Regions from separate parts of the Sus scrofa genome. Here region 2 is linked to region 1. A link is a contact called in public HiChIP or PLAC-seq data. All regions are on one chromosome and are shown on one strand. The core of a region is the stretch at or near the end of the contact, and the rest is flanking DNA. Distances in the headings are between cores, read along the strand shown.

Region 1 (7,879 bases), core at 3,598-6,097:
ACAGCGTTAGTTTTATTAAGAAAAAGGAGAACTAATATCTACATAACATCTGCTTTATGCCAGGCATCCTTCTCATGTCCCCATGGAAATGGGAGACCGAGACCCCTCACCTCCTTTTTACACTTGAGGAAAATGAGGTACGGGAAAGTTATGGAAAACTTGAGAACTGTGAATTTAAGCTCCACCACCACCTAAGAGAGTGCTTCCCATCCAGCCAGAAGGATTGAGTATGAACTTAAGAACTATGACAGTCCAACTACCTTCATAGATCTAGCAACATTTTTTTTTTTTTTTTGCCTTTTTCTAGGGCCACTCCCATGGCACATGGAGGTTCCCAGGTTAGGGGTCCAACTGGAGCTGTAGCTGCCGGCCTACGCCAGAGCCACAGCAACATGGGATCCGAGCCACGTCTGCGACCTACACCACAGCTCACAGCAACGCCGGATCCTTAACCCACTGAGCAAGGCCAGGGATCGAACCCTCAACCTCCTGGTTCCTAGTCGGATTCGTTAACCACTGCACCACGACATGAACTCCATAGATCTAGCAACATTATTTAAAGAGCTCGACACCGTCATATGACCTAGAAAAGATTTTGGTGCAATTGATCTTAGTTTGGTTAAAAAAAAAAAAAAAAAAAACTTAGAGATTATACAGAGTCAAAAATACTGTTAACAGAAGAAAATTTTTACTGATGGAGACCTCAAGTCACTCTTTGGCTATCAACTTAATGGGGAAGTTGGAAGAAAGACAATTTAGGGATATTTAATGAGAAATTTGCTTTTCAAGTTTTAATCTGGTAACTTTTTTCTTAGTAGTTTCCTAAATACAATTTCAAGACTCATAAAGGCATATTTACTTTAAAAAAATTTTTAAATGTATTTTATTTATTTATCTGTGGCCACGCTGGAGACATGTGGAAGTTTCAGGGATCGAACCTGAGCCACAAGCAGTAACAATGCCAGGTCCTTAAACACTAGGTCACCAGGGAACTCCTCCCAAAAGGCATCTTTAAAATGAATGATTTATGTAATAATGTACATGAATTTACCCACTCTTGTGGTAGCCCGGAGTACCTCATGTGGACCGGGCATCTTCCGTGCTCCTTGATTGGCCCCCACTCTGGGCTCCAAGGCAGGGATAGTACATTCTGCCAAAGGGCAGTACTGAAGCACAGACTGTGTATAAACCTGGGGCACTTGGCAGTGATGCTGCAGAGGGGATTTAAGCTTGATCCTGACTTTTCCTTGCAGGAATGGCTACACAATTTGCAGGTTCCCTGTTCAAAAATTATGAAACCCCTCAAGCCAGTGACAGTAGACAATAAACCAAACGTGGGGCCCATCTAAGCCTTGAGCTTTACATTACTGCACACGGAGTTTGCATATCCAGGAAGCTGGTCCTGTTTCCATGTTATAAATGTCTGGGAGTTCCCATCATGGCTCAGCAGTTAATGAACTTGACTAGTATCCCTGAGGATGCGGGTTTGATCCCTGGCCTCACTCAGGGGGTTAAGGATCCAGCGTTGCCATGAACTGTGGTGTAGGTCACAGATGTGGCTCAGATCCTGCATTGCCCTGGCTGTGGTGTAGGTAGGCAGCTGCAGCTCTGATTCAACCCCTAACCTGGGAACCTCCATATGCCACAGGTACAGCCCTAAAAAAAGACCAAAAAAACTTTTAAAAATAAGTAAAAATCTGAAAATTAGAAGAGTTCCCACTGTGGTGCACCAGGATCCGTGACTCTTGGGAGCACTGGAATGTGGGATCAATCCCCAGCCTGGCACAGTGTGTTGGGGATCTGGCATTGTTGCAGCTGCAGCTTAGGTCACAACTGTGACTCAATCTGATCCCTGGCCCAGGAACTCCATGTGCCTGGGGGTGCTCAAAAAATAAAAATAAAAATAAATCTGGAATTTAGGGGACACATTTCATTAAGACTTGTAATGGCAAAAGTGAAAACAATGCTAAGAGATTATAAAGGAGTGAAAAAAATTTCTGGAAAACCGAAAGTGAATGCAAGCATGCTGAAAATCAAACAAAAAGAAACTGTAGCTCAGAACAATTTCAAGAGAATGCAGCAGAGTTGGGAGTTGACTTTCCATGGATTATCCAGATGTGGGGTAGCAGGTGCAGGGTGAGAGGGTGGGACAGGAAGTGATGCAGCTGTTCCTTGGTGCTCACCATTCCCCATTTCCTTCCACCTGAGAAGGCAGCCTTGTGACTACCCGAGGCCATAAGATTGGGTTCTACCTTTGAAGAAATATAACAAACAGCCCAGAGAAAATAAATGATGACCTAGGAGGGAAACACACATTAACAACAGAAGAGGAAAGAAACCACGCCAGCTATCTAGAAAAGTCGCTGGGACCTCATGCTTAAATACAAAAGGACAACCAGGAATTACCTGACAGAGGAGAAATTATAGCAGCCTGAAGGGAAAGAACTAGACACACTAACAAAAAAGGGACAGGAGGAAACAATTTAGTAAACAGAAGAGAGGTTTAAAAATTGTTATCCTCAGAGATATTTGAGAAGAGTCTGCACTCATGAAACAAAAGCAGGGCAGCATTAAACAAGAAGGCGATCTTAAAAAGTATGGTTCACTAATAGCCAAAGTGATTTTTAAAATTTATTAATAGAGGTTTGGAAGATAAAAGAGAAAATCTCCTAGAACATTAAGTTTAAACAAAAAAAAAAGGAGGGAGTTCCCATTGTGCAGCGGAAACGAATCTGGCTGGTAACCATGAAATTTCGGTTTCGCTCCCTGGCCTCATTCAGTGGTTAAGGATCCTGCACTGCTGTGAGCTGTGGTGCAGGTCACAGAGGTGGCTCCCAGCAGCGTTGCCATGGCTGTGGCATAGGCTGGCAGCTGTAGCTCCAATTCCACCCCTAGCCTGGGAACCTCCATATGCCACAGGGGCAGCCCTAAAAAAAAAAGCAATAAATAAATAAAATTTTTAAAAAGGAAATATAGGAGGAAAAAAAAAAACAGCTATTAAAAACTGGCTCGGGAGTCCTCCATCTAATAGATTTCCAGAATAAATCAGATAAAATGACAGGAAAGAAATTTCAAAATTATAGCAGAAAACAAGTTCCAGAGAGGAGGAGAGAAATGAAGCATCCTCTGAAAATGACTCAGTGAAAACTAAACAAACGAAAAAAGACACCCTATCAGGGACTGTATGGTGAAATATCAGAACATGATGAATAATGAAAAGATCATAAATGATTCCCAAGGGAAAACAGTAGTTCCCTGCAAAGATTTAAGGAGACAAGTATGTCTCTGGATATCAACATTTAAAGTCAGTGGAACTATGCAATTGAGACTTAAGTGAAACTGATTTTCAACCCGAATTCCGTGCTAGGCAAATTATCAAAGGTGTGGGCAAAATAAGGACAATTAAAAATGGGCAATTGGGAGTTCCCGTCGTGGCGCAGTGGTTAATGAATCCGACTAGGAACCATGAGGTTGCGGTTCGATCCCTGCCCTTGCTCAGTGGGTTAAGGATCCTGCGTTGCTGTGAGCTGTGGTGTAGGTTGCAGACGCGGCTGGGATCCTGCGTTGCTGTGGCTCTGGCGTAGACCGGTGGCTACAGCTCCGATCCAACCCCTAGCCTGGGAACCTCCATACGCCGCGGGAGCAGCCCAAGAAATGCCAAAAAAAACAAATAAATAATAAAATAAAAAAATAAAAACGGGCAATTGGTTAACGTTTTTGCCATCCTTTTAGAGAAAGTCACTTGAGGGTAGTTACTCCAGCAAGATGTCTGTTTAAACGCAGGAACCAAGTGTAAAGAAATTATAGCTGCTCAGCTGGAAGAACAGAAAAAAATCAAAGAGAAGTAAGGTTCCTTAAGTCTTTAAGAATTCACTGGATTTCAAACAGTGGAGAATAATGAAAAGCTTAAGGTTACAAGAAGAAAAAACAAATTATAGTTTTTTTAAAAAAGACAATTGTTTAAGGAAATCATCATTTAATAGAAAGCAAACTAAACTACAACCTAGCATAAGATCAGATAAGTTACATATTTATCTGGGTACATATCCCCTTCACGTGACCCTGGGGTCCACAATTGCGACCTGGGCGCCAGGGACACAGACCACAAAGTTCATGCTTTGAGGAGTTCACAATATAGTGGGAGGCACACCTGTGGGAAAGGGCCTCAGGATAGCAACTTCCAGTAAGTGGAACCGCATTTAAAGAATCCGCACATTGAGAAAATTTACTTGTAGCTTCCCGGGACTCAACCTGAGGTACAACCATCTCTCTGAGACTTCCCGCTCCCGCCCACAGCGCTCGGGCTTCTACCCACAAACTGAGCCCGCGCCAACACTAAAGCGCACGCCCCAAATCCGGTCCAATCAGAATCCGAGCAAATACTAGCGGGACGGACTCACTTCTGGTGGGGCGGAGTCTCAAGGCGGATCAGCTGATGTGATTGGCCGGCCGCGGGGCACACATTCTTTTATGGGCGGAGCCTCGCCCTGAGCGACCTCTAGTAAACTGTTCTAATTAGGGAAGGGTGGGGCGCGGGCGGGGCGTGGAGCTGAGACTGCCCTGGTGTGCGCTTGCGCTGAGAGGGGGACGGGGCGTGTTCCTGGTTCGAATGTTTTAGTTCAGACCGAGTGTTTCTGTCGCCGCCGCGGTGGAAAGCCCTGCGGTATCCAGTCGTTTCCACGCCCAACCTGTTAGGTGCTGCCTTTCGCAGTGAGTATTCGTGTGTGCGTGTGTTGCCTTTGTTTTTACTTCTCCCAGCGCGGCGGGAATGGTGCTGGACCCTTCCCACTCCTCTGCCCCGCCCCCCCATCCTCCTCCCCTGCCCCGCCCCGCCCCCCCATCCTCCTCTCCTGCCCCGCCTTCCCCATCCTCCAACCCCGCACCCGAACCCTGCCAGCTGATGCCCACTTCTCTGGGCTGGGGGAACACTGGAGAGTGCCTGCTGAGAGTTCCCTCATTTCTCCCCCTGCACCCTCCTGGCCGTTGCTCACGTGCTTTGCTGTCGTTTGGTCCAGGTCATGTCCCACTCTTTGGAAAAGTTGGAGGAAAGCTGGGAAAAGGACCAGCCGGAGGTAGACGTGAGCGACCGGGGCATCTCCAACATGCTGACGTCAGCGGCTTGTGTAAGTCTCGGAAGGCTTTTGCCTCGGAGGAAAAGTTTAACAACTGCTGGTCGCAGTGTGAGACGTTATAATGGTTTACATATCACCCTCTGCATGTAAACAGCACTTCTCAAGGGCTTAGCTCAGAAAGCTTGCAGTGAGAATTTGTTCTGTCCCAGCTGAAAAACGGACCAGAGAACCTGGTTAGGAATCACACAGACCGTGCCTGCTGGACCTCATCAGTTGTCTGTGCTGATTAATGGCGTTTGGGTGGATTTTCCACACAGTTTACTAAATAGCCACGGGTTTTTTAATGGAAAATTATTTCTGAATCATTTTTCCATTCTCTTACTATAGTCTTTGGCCCTTGAATAGATCCCACAAAAAAGTTACATAATAATTATTCTTGTACTTGAAGGGAGTTAAACATTTCTTGACTCATTACCTTTTGCTGGGTTTAGTCTCTTAACAGGTCGGACTTTTGTTACCTCTTCCTGTGCTCTTGTGCTGTCTTCCTACCTTTCCCGCTTGCCTCCAGTTTTACTACTGCTGTACTTTAGGCACTGTATCGCTTTCAGTGTTGTTTCCCCTAACATGTATCTTACTGTAACTCTAGAGGATTGCAGACTCACATGGCTTCAGGGGCCAGGTGAGAATGGTCATGAATTCCAGCTTTAATAGGTATCCTCTCTAAAGGGTTAAGCTGTTACACCTGCCACTCAGATCCAAAGAAATGTTACCACGTAGGGATGTTGGCCCAGTGTTGTCAGATTTTTTCTATGAAGCCAAGAATCCAGATTTTTATTTGCAAATGTGTAATTTTTAGATGTTGGCAACTAATTCCACATTAGTGGTGAAGTCAGACACTTCTTCAGGCTGAATGTGGCTGAAGTTTGGACCTTCTCCCTCGCTTGGCCATTGCTAATGGTAATGCTCCAGGTTCCTTGGGGGGACCTGTTTCTTTCTGAATCTGATTCAGATTATGTAATACAGTACTTGGCATGATTACATTAACTGTAATATAAGGATTCTCATAGTCTTGTACTTATAAGTGTTTAATTGTGGTCATGAGGTTTTAGCGCCTGTTCCTTCCATGCATCTGGCACCTCCGCCATGCTGAACTGATGGTCCTTCCTGAACCAGGGCACTCTTGCAGGTTTTGTAATATTGTTCCCTCCCTTTCCATCATCTCCCCCCGCCCAATCCTTCTGCTTAACTGTTGAGAGTCAGCTCAGACCTCACAGCCTGTGTGAAGCCTTCTCTGTCTGTATCAAGCTGATTTAGAGTCCTGCCCCCTTAGTGAAGTTGGACGCACCTTGCTTCCTGACTCGTGTTACTCAGGATCGTGATGTGTTTTTAATCCAGAGCTGTCTCTTCCCCCACTGGGAGGCTGGGGGGACGGAAGCAGTGCAGTGTTCCCATGGGCCTCCTTTGTTATTGTGCCTGGAACATGATAGGTGCTCACAAGTGTTTGACAGATGAAGGAAGGAGTGATGGATTAAGCCTGCAGGTTGATGAGCTCCAGACCTGGATGTGACACTGGAGAAGGGGAGATGTCCAGGGGACCCTAAAAGGGGACGGTTCACTTGTAAGGCCTGGAGAGAGTAGAGTCAGTTACCATGAAGCCCTGGTTTGCACCCGGGACAGAGCTCAGGCTTCGTGCCATTGATGCATCTCGGCAAAGGGCAAGGGGATGCGAAGCCAGAGGTGATGGGTGTTTGGTCATCCTTAGGGATTGGCTGCCCTTAAGCTCAGCTTTTGTACAAGTTAGCACCTCTCCCTCTTGGGATGTGCTGGCCTCTCTCAGGGGTGACAGCTTCTTGGTGGCTGCAACAGAGCAGGTGTCTGCAGTACTGCACTGGGAATTACGGATCTGGATGTATCCTCGCCCTGCCCTGCCCTGCCCTGCCGGGGCCGTGATGGTCCTTGGGGACACAGCTGCATCACAGGCAGAGGATGGTGAGCGGCAAGCAGGGGGCCTGGCTGGGCTGTGCCGTTGCCCCACAGCTCGCTGCTCCTCAGGACTCTTTTTTTTCTTAGAGGGTTGAAAAAAGGTTGCTTTCACCAGAGGAGCTTTCTACTCCTCAGCTTTGAAGAGGAGTCTCTGTGCATGTTTATAAGTGCAGAGGGTGGCGGGAGATATTTCAGTCTGGTTGTATTATCTCTTGGAAGCCTTGGCTTTTACTGAGAAAGAAAAGATAGCCACTTGCCTCCTGAAGAAGTGGTTTCCGGTGTAACATGAGGTGCTGAAAAGTAGGGTCATTCTTGCATTTTCCTAAAGAAGTCACTTTAGGAAGAGCAAGAGCGATTCTTGGAGAGTTTAGTGGAAATGAATTTGGATATTCCTCCTCCTCTGACCTCTGGAATGTTCTAGACCTGGGAGTGGCTGCTTCCTACTATAATGCCCGACTTCTGGAGTCTGGAGGGTCCAGGATGTTTTCAGAATCCCGCCTTCCACTGGGGCTTGTTTAGCAAGTGGAACATAGCATGCTATATAATTTAATATTTTAGGGAGTTCCTGTTGTGGCTCATTGAGTTAAAGACCCAACGTTGTCTATGTGAGGATGCAGGTTCAATCCCTGGCCTCGCTCCATGGTTTAAGGATCTGGCATTGCAGCAAGTTGCAGCCTGGGTTGCAGACGTGGCTTGGATCTGGTGTGGCTGTGGTGTGGGCCTGCAGTTGCAGCTCCCATTCAACTCCTAGCCCAGAAACTTCCATATGTTGCAGGTGCAGCCATAAAAAGGGGGAAAAAATGATGTATTAAAATACTTGGCAT
Region 2 (7,879 bases), core at 3,350-5,849, 450 kb before region 1:
GAAGCTATAATTTCCCTATTGTGCAAATGGATCCTGAGGCCCAGAGATGTTCTAGAATGTTGCCAGAAGTTGTCCCAGCTGGTGGTGGAAACTGCAACTTAAACTCGCATCTTCAAACTATTGCATTTAGAATGGCTAAGTCATGAGGTCCTGCTGTACAGCCCGGGGGACTATACCCAGTCTCTTGGGATAGAACACGATGGAAGATAAGAGGAGAAAGGAAATGGATATACATATGTACGACTGGGTCACTTGGCTGCGCAGCATAAATTGGCACAATATTGTAAATCAACTATTACTTTAAAAGAGATAAATGGAGGTCCCACGGTGCCACAGTGGGCTAATGATGCAGTTTGTCTCTGTGGTGTAGCTGGTTCGATCCCCAGCCCAGCCCAGTGGCTTAAGGATCTGGCATTGCGCAGCTGTGGCATAGGCTGCAGTTGAGGCTCGGGGTCACCTGGCCTGGGAACTTCCATGTGCCACGAAGGCAGCCGAAAAAAGAAAAAATAATAATAAGTGTAAAAAAAACAAAACAAAACCATGCATCTTGCTTCTCCAAAACTTCATTCTGTGGTGTCCCACTGCCTGTTCCTTTTTCCGAATGGCAGCACTATATTGAAAATATAAGGGGAAGTGACAGCTGTGCTCTTTTGTCATGAAAACAATAGCATTATCACTTATTGAGATGTATAGGTGCTCAAGCCGTGTTTGTATGATCTTGTTCAGCTTTCACAATATGGAAAACTAGAGTCTAGGCAAGTGAAGGAACTTGACCGAGACCTTGCTGATGGTGAATCGCAGTCTAGGATGCAAACTTCCTTGTGACTCTAAGGCTCATGATTTGAATCACGGTGGTTGGATTCTACAGAAAGCCCAGAATTACCACAGAACAAGTGAACGTCTGGGCTTTAATTTGCCAGACCCCTCTTAGGGGGGTCATTCGATCAGAACCGAATACTTCGTTTCTCTCATGAGAAGTAAAATCCATAAATTGGAAAGACATGAGAATGACATTCTCAGTCTTTCTGTATCAGTCAACTTCATCTTCACGCGGTGTTTTTCTGCACTCTTTGTCCAAATATTGGACTGACTCAAGTTTTCAGATATATGGAGTTCCCTTCAATGGCTCAGCAGTAATGAACCCGACTAGTATCCATGAGGATGAGGGTTCAGTCCCTGGCCTCTCTCAGTGGGTTAAGGATCCGGCGTTGCCCTGAGCTGTGGTGTAGGTCACAGATGCAGCTCAGATCTGGCGTTGCTGTGACTGCGGTGTAGTCCAGCAGCTGCAGCTCCAATTTGCCCCCTAGCCTGGGAACTTCCTTATGCTGTGGGTGTGGCCCTAAAAAGCAAAAAAATTAAAAAAATATTTTCAGAGATACATATTCTCATCTAAAAAATTCCATCACACTATGTATAAAAACGAACTCAAATGGCTTAAAGACCATAAGATCTGAAACCATGAAACTCCAACACGAGAACATGGGCAGAACACTCACTGACATAAATCATGATGATATTTTCTTGGATCAGTCTTCTAAGGCAAAAGGATTAAAAGCCAAGAAACAACATTGTAAATCAACTCTACTTCAATTAAAAAAAGAAATAAAATGGACATGCCTGGCGGCTCAGCAGGTTGAGGATATGGTGTTGTCACTGCTGTGACTTGAGTTTGATCCCTGGCCTGGGATCTTCCATGTGCCATGAGTGCACAAAAGAAAAAAAGAAACAAAGAAAAGAAATAAAAGCAAAAATCAACAAATGTGACCTAGTTAAACTAAAAATCTTTTGTACAGCAAAGGAAACCATCAAAAATACAAAAAGACAGCTATGGAAGGGGAGAAAATATTTGCAAATGATACAACCGACAAGGGGTTAACATCTAAAATATATAAACAACTCTTACACTTCAATATAAAAAAAAAAAGAATCCAATCAAAACACAGGCAGAAGACTTGAAGAGACATTTTTCCAAAGAAGATATACAAATGACCAAGAGACACGTGAAAAGATGTTCAACATCGCTAACTATTGGAGAAATGCAAATCAAAACCTCCCACTGGTCAGAATGACATGATCAAAAAAGAACACAAATAGCAAACGCTGGAGAGGATGTGAAGAGAGGGAATCCGTTCTGTTGATGGGAATGTAAATTGGTGCAGCCACTATGGAAAATAGTATGGAGGTTCCTCCAAAAACTGAAAACAGAATTACCATAAACTATGATCCAGCAATCCCACTCCTGGGTATATACCCAGAAAAAAGTGAAAGCACTAACTCAAAAAGATATATGCACCCCAATGTTTATACCAGTATTATTTACAATAGCCAAGACATGGAAGCAACCCAAGGGCCCATCAACAGACAATTGGATTAAGAAGATGTGGTACACACACACACCCACACACACACACACACACTGGGATATTACTCAGCCATAAAACAGGATGAAATACTGCCATTTGGAGAAGCATCGATGGACCCAGATAATATTATGCTTAGTGAAATAACTCAGAGGAAGACAAATGTCATGGTATCACTTATATGCGGAATAAAAAAAATCCAACTGAATGTATATGAAAGAAAGAAACAGACTCACAGACGTGGAAAACAAATTCATGATTACCAAAGGGGCCAGGGAAAGGGGGAGGTACAAATTAGGATATGGGATTAACAGATACAAACTAGTGGCTATAAAATAGATAAGCAACAAGGATATATGGTATAGCACAGGGAATTATCCCATTATGTTGTAATAACCTGTAATAGAATATAATCTGCAGAAATACGGAGTCACTATGCTGCGCACCTAAAACCAACCCAATATTGTAAATCTATATTTCAATTAAAGGAAATTCCCTCTGATAGGAACGCAATCTATTGAGGCCGTCTCATAACCCCTGACCACTAGAGGGCGGTGGACCTCATAGATCCTTGCTACTCAGTACAGTCCTGGACCGGCAGCAACATCCCCTGGGCACTTGTAAGAAATTTGGAGCCTCCCTCCTGAGTGATTGAATCAGAGCCTTCGTTTTAACAAGATTTCTTGATGATTCATGTGCAAATTAAAGTTTAAGAAGCACTCTTCTAAATCTCAGCTTGGTCATTCCATAACCAAATAGCCCCAGAAAATTTCCTGTTGTGTAAATATAACGAGCTCATTATTGAGTCTTTAATGTGAACAAGACACTTTGTGTTAATTGCTTTTCACTGTCATCCCGAATAGGTGTTCTGACTCCTCTTTTTCTGCTGGCAAGATGGAGATTCATCGAGATTAGTTAACTTAGTATAAATGACAAAGCCTGTTAGAGGTTTCTGGATTTGAACACGTGTTAAATCTTCCAACTAAGCAAAATTCCTTCCCGTTGTTCTTGCTGCTTTTTTTGAAGCACTGTTTTTGAAGAGGTTATGTTTGGGGATCATAAAAGCATAGAAAGGAATTTAGTTCATTTTACTCTTGCCTTGACTGGGCTTCTCTCAGGCTAGATGTTTCAAGTATAGGGGCTTGGTCAGTGATTATCTGGTAGATTAAAAAGACTATAATAAATAATAGAAGAATTCAGAAATGGTCTTTTTAACGTATTATTTATTTTTATTTTTTATTTTTAAAATTATTTTATTATTTTTTATGACTCAATGAAATTATTACATTTATAGTTGTACAATGATCAGAAATAGTCTTAATAAACTTGTCATAATAATAAATTTATTATTACTAAGAATAGTTGTGTGTTGTGGCCAATTGATGTTAATCCCTCCAATCCCCTAGGCTCAGCGAGGCCCTAGTGGGAAAGCCCTGTGATTGCTGGACCTACCAGTAGATGTCAGTATTTCGCTGGACACCACAGTGGCCATTTCGGTTTTTGCCCCATCCCTCTCTGACAAGCAATCAAGGTCTTGAAGAATGGATGGGTTTTGTTGCTTTTGTTTGCTTGTTTGTTTTGACATTTTCATGTGGTTGACGCAATCTTCCTGGCTTAATATCTTCAAAGGTGTTGATGACTCAGAAGCAGTTTTCGCAGCTCTCTCCCGCCCCCTTCTTCCCTCCCCCCCCCCACCACACACAACTTTTTTTATGGGAAAGATTCAAGTAAAGAAAGGATTTTCTCCCAAGGAGATCTTCCTGTGCAGAGGTTAGGAAATGACATTTTGAGGATGCCCACGCCAGATGTCATCAAGCCTCTGGTCTGTAAATCAAACCCACCTCCCCCTCTAGAAATTAAGTAATCACTGCCTTGCTCAACACCAGTCCAGAAAGAATTGCCCTTTGAAGAAAATGACTCAGAAATGAGCAGGACAGACAACTCGCTCTGAGTGCTTTCATCAGAGTGACCTTGAGTAAGCCCATAGCCTCCTACCAAGGCTTTATTTATTTCTCAAATTATATTTTATATGCAAATGTTTTCTGGGACCTGTTTCAGAGCGTTATTAAATGTGTAAGAAGGCTGAATAATTTATCAGGTTAACAGAAGGCTGGAATTTAAGTTGATGTGCATTTGATTTCAGACACGAGTGTTTGATTTGTGTGGCTTTTTCGTGCTCCTGCCAGCAGTGCGGGTGCTAATAATGATTAGACTCTTCCCAGCCGAGTGCTTTTTCTTGTTTGCCTCCCTGAATGATTCAGCTCCTTTTTTTTTTTCACCTTTGCTTTAGATTAACCACAAAACAAAACAAAACAAAAAAACATTTGACAGGTGTCTGAGGAGACTAATGTCTCTGACAAGGGAAATTATTAGTAGCTTCTTGGAAAGGAAAAAAATCCTGAGGGAGATTAAATACGAGTAACAATTTCTGGGGCATTAGGTGCAAGACAGGTTAAAATACCAGGAAAATATACTGCGGTGTTCAATTGGGCATGTCAGTTTGGCACGAGGTAATGACTTAATGGCTCTCTGGCTTTCCGATACTCTGTGTGGAGCATTTAAGCCTTTTTGAGTCCTGATTAGCAAAACGGCTCTTAGTTCACTTTTCAAAAGAGGGTGTAATGAGCTGTTAGTTGGAAAATTTCAAAGTGCTTTAGGGTTCTTTACAACGCCCATTTTGTGATTCAGCAATTAGGTCGATTGGTGGTGGGAGTTACTCTGTTGGAGAAGTTCAGAAATGGAGCTAGTTTAATGTTTCTTGAAATGCATCTATTCAAAGTTAGGTTTGGGGGTTTTCTGGTTGTTCCTAGTATCCTGTAGGGCTGACAGCACACACCTTGGATCTGGATTCCCATCTTCATTGTTTACTAGCTTGAAGACCTTGTGAGTTTTACTTAATGTCTAAATAATCCTCAGTTTACTCATCTGCAAAATGGGTATGCTAGCCCTTGATTTATAGAATTCTTGTGAGATAACCATAATGTAACTAGAAAAACATCTTTCCTCTGTCCCCATTTCCTACCCCAGGGACTGGTTTTAGACATGTCTGGGGAGGTTGGCCTGCCTAAGATTTGACATACTCGATTCGACAAGCATATATTAAGCACATACGATCTGTCAGGTGTGTGCATGCTGGATACTGAAGATATGACAGTGAGTAAGACAAAGGTGGTGCCATCTGCCATGACATTTATCTTCAAATAGGGGACACAAAACTGATCAGTAAAACATGCAAATATATAATAACATTATAGACAGTAATAAGTGTGGTGGACAAAAATAAGGTAAAGGAACAAAAAGTGAAGAAGAAAGTTAAGTCTCTTTGGAGGTGACAGTAAAGGAAACTGGTCACTTAAAAACCTTGGCAGGAGGGAGTTCCCATGGTGGCTGGTAACAAACCTGACGAGCATCCATGAGGATGCAGGTTCGATCCCTGGCTTGGCTCAGTGGCTTATGGATCCAGCATTGCCTGAGCTATAGTGTAGGTCGCAGACATGGTTTGGATCACGTGTTCCTGTGGCTGTGGCATAGGCTGGCAGCTGCAGCTCTGATTCGACCCCTAGCTGGGACCTTCCATATGCCCCAGGTGTGGCCCTAAAAAAGGCAATCAATCAATCAGTAAAGACTCTGGCAGGGCCTTCATGTAGCTAAAGAGGGGCCATCAGGAGATGAGTAAGTAATGGATTTCTTTTCTTAAATGCAGATAGAACCAGGACACAGTCTGAAAAATGAGAGAATGCAAGAAGGGCAGACACTGCTCTGTCTGACAATATAATAGCTTCTCCTTCCTGGAGGGTCAGAGAATCTTTGCAGATTATGCTGCATCTAAGGACGTATTCTTCTTTAATGAGATTTACTGTGTGGTCCTGGGCAAGGCAACCACAATGATTCAAAACTTTTGGAGGAGTTCCCTGGTGGCTTAGTGGGTTAAGGATCTGGCATTGTCACTGCTGTGGCTCAGGTCACTGCTATGGTGCAGTTTGGATCCTGGACCAGGAACTGCCACACACCACAGGTGCAGCAAATCAAACCAAACCAAACCAAAACAAAAAAACACCCCAAAACAAAAACAAATTAAAAAAAATAAAACCCACTCTGGAACGTAGATGATTGACTCCAATTGTCCCTCTTTGAAGTCTTCTTCTCTGTTCATCCTCAATCAATGCTGCCATTGGATCATTCCCAGCCAATGACTGAGCATAGTATGTGTGCTAGAATAGGGCCATTTGTTGGATGCCAGATTTCTCTAAAGGTCAGCTTTGGCTCAAGGCTCTCCATCAGCCTAGCCAAGGCTTTTCACAGAGCATCCTTATAATCTGAGGCTCTACCAATCCAATTCTTCCCTCCTCTGCTTTCACAGATGGCAGACCTGCATTATGGTCCAAAGGTTCTCCTTTCCTACATCTTCTCAAGCTCCCTTTTCTCTTCCCAGACATCTCACCCAATAAATCTTTTGTATATCTAATCTTGTTTGGGCTTTTACATCTTGAATGACCTGAACAGATGTGGTTGGGACCAGAAGTGGCCAGATGAAGTCTGCGGGTCAGGGCTCTGTGAGACAGACACAGAGCTGAGTTTGTTAATGGACCTAGGATGGGGCTGTGCAGGGTCCCTTGACCATCAGAAGCCACGGAGTCACAACGACCATCATGGCTGGCGAGGCTGGAAGGGCAGCTAAAGAGACTCAACCCATAGGAAGTTGTGAAGATGGTTTGTAGACCCTGGCTTCCTTCAGGCAAAGCAGTCGTGTAATAAGAGTGCTTCTTAATTTCTCCAACCCAGAGAAAGCACAAATGGAGGAGCAGATGGCCATCACCCAGTAAAATGGTTTTTCTTGTATTTTGTTTTCTTCTTTTTTAGGGCTGTACCCATGGCATATGGAGGTTCCCAGGCTAGGGGTCAAATCAGAGCTACAGCTGCTGGCCTACACCACAGTCACAGCAACGTGGGATCCAAGCCGTGTCTGCAACCTACACCACAGCTCACAGCAATGCCATATCTCCTACCCACTGAGTGAGGCCAGGGATTGAACCCACATCCTCATGGATACTAATTGGATGTGTTTCTGCTGCACCACAATGGGAACTACCCAGCAAAATGTTTTGATCCCCTGCTCCGTTCTGATTTGAGCCAATACTCAGAGCACATTGACCCAAGAGGTGGCTGGAGACTTAGAGAAAGAACCCTGAAATGTTTCAGCAGTAATTCCTGCAATTACTCCCGTGTCCTATCCCTGAAAGGACCTGCGGTCCTTTGTTTGATTGACTACTCTGAGGGAAGAGGAAGAGCAAGACTTCTTGAGGACTTTTGGACACAGGGTGTGAGTGGACAGTGGTGATCAGAGATCTGAAGCAAACACCATGGCCTCCTTGCTGCAATGGAGGATTATGGGTCCAGGAGGTGGATAGAGTCCTAAGGAAAAGTCCAGCTCACAGCAGGTCCACTGGGTCCACCGATCCATCCAGTTGGTCATTTCCCCAGCCCCTGAGTGTAATTCCAACATCCTTGATGGTTGGAGT

What was found. HiChIP or PLAC-seq counts read pairs in DNA pulled down with a chosen protein or histone mark.
Region 2: a contact with region 1 is called in an H3K27ac HiChIP or PLAC-seq map of alveolar macrophages. The contact joins two enhancer-like sites. A contact is called at or near these places in 2 of 47 Hi-C or Micro-C datasets (embryonic fibroblasts and fibroblasts) and 1 of 2 datasets of contacts at active chromatin or transcription factors (alveolar macrophages).

Annotation. Positions count from the first base shown.
Region 1 is chr10:43,093,974-43,101,852 of Sscrofa11.1, reverse strand. No RefSeq gene overlaps it. Among named protein-coding and RNA genes, the nearest start is that of EPC1, 150 kb to the right of the region's middle. Within about 2 kb of position 4,847, at least 57 of the 83 cell types and tissues checked have an H3K27ac peak or open chromatin away from gene starts, as enhancers often do. A contact at or near this core is called in alveolar macrophages, where this site is marked.
Region 2 is chr10:43,546,216-43,554,094 of Sscrofa11.1, reverse strand. No RefSeq gene overlaps it. Among named protein-coding and RNA genes, the nearest start is that of VIM, 34 kb to the right of the region's middle. Within about 2 kb of position 4,599, at least 12 of the 83 cell types and tissues checked have an H3K27ac peak or open chromatin away from gene starts, as enhancers often do. A contact at or near this core is called in alveolar macrophages, where this site is marked.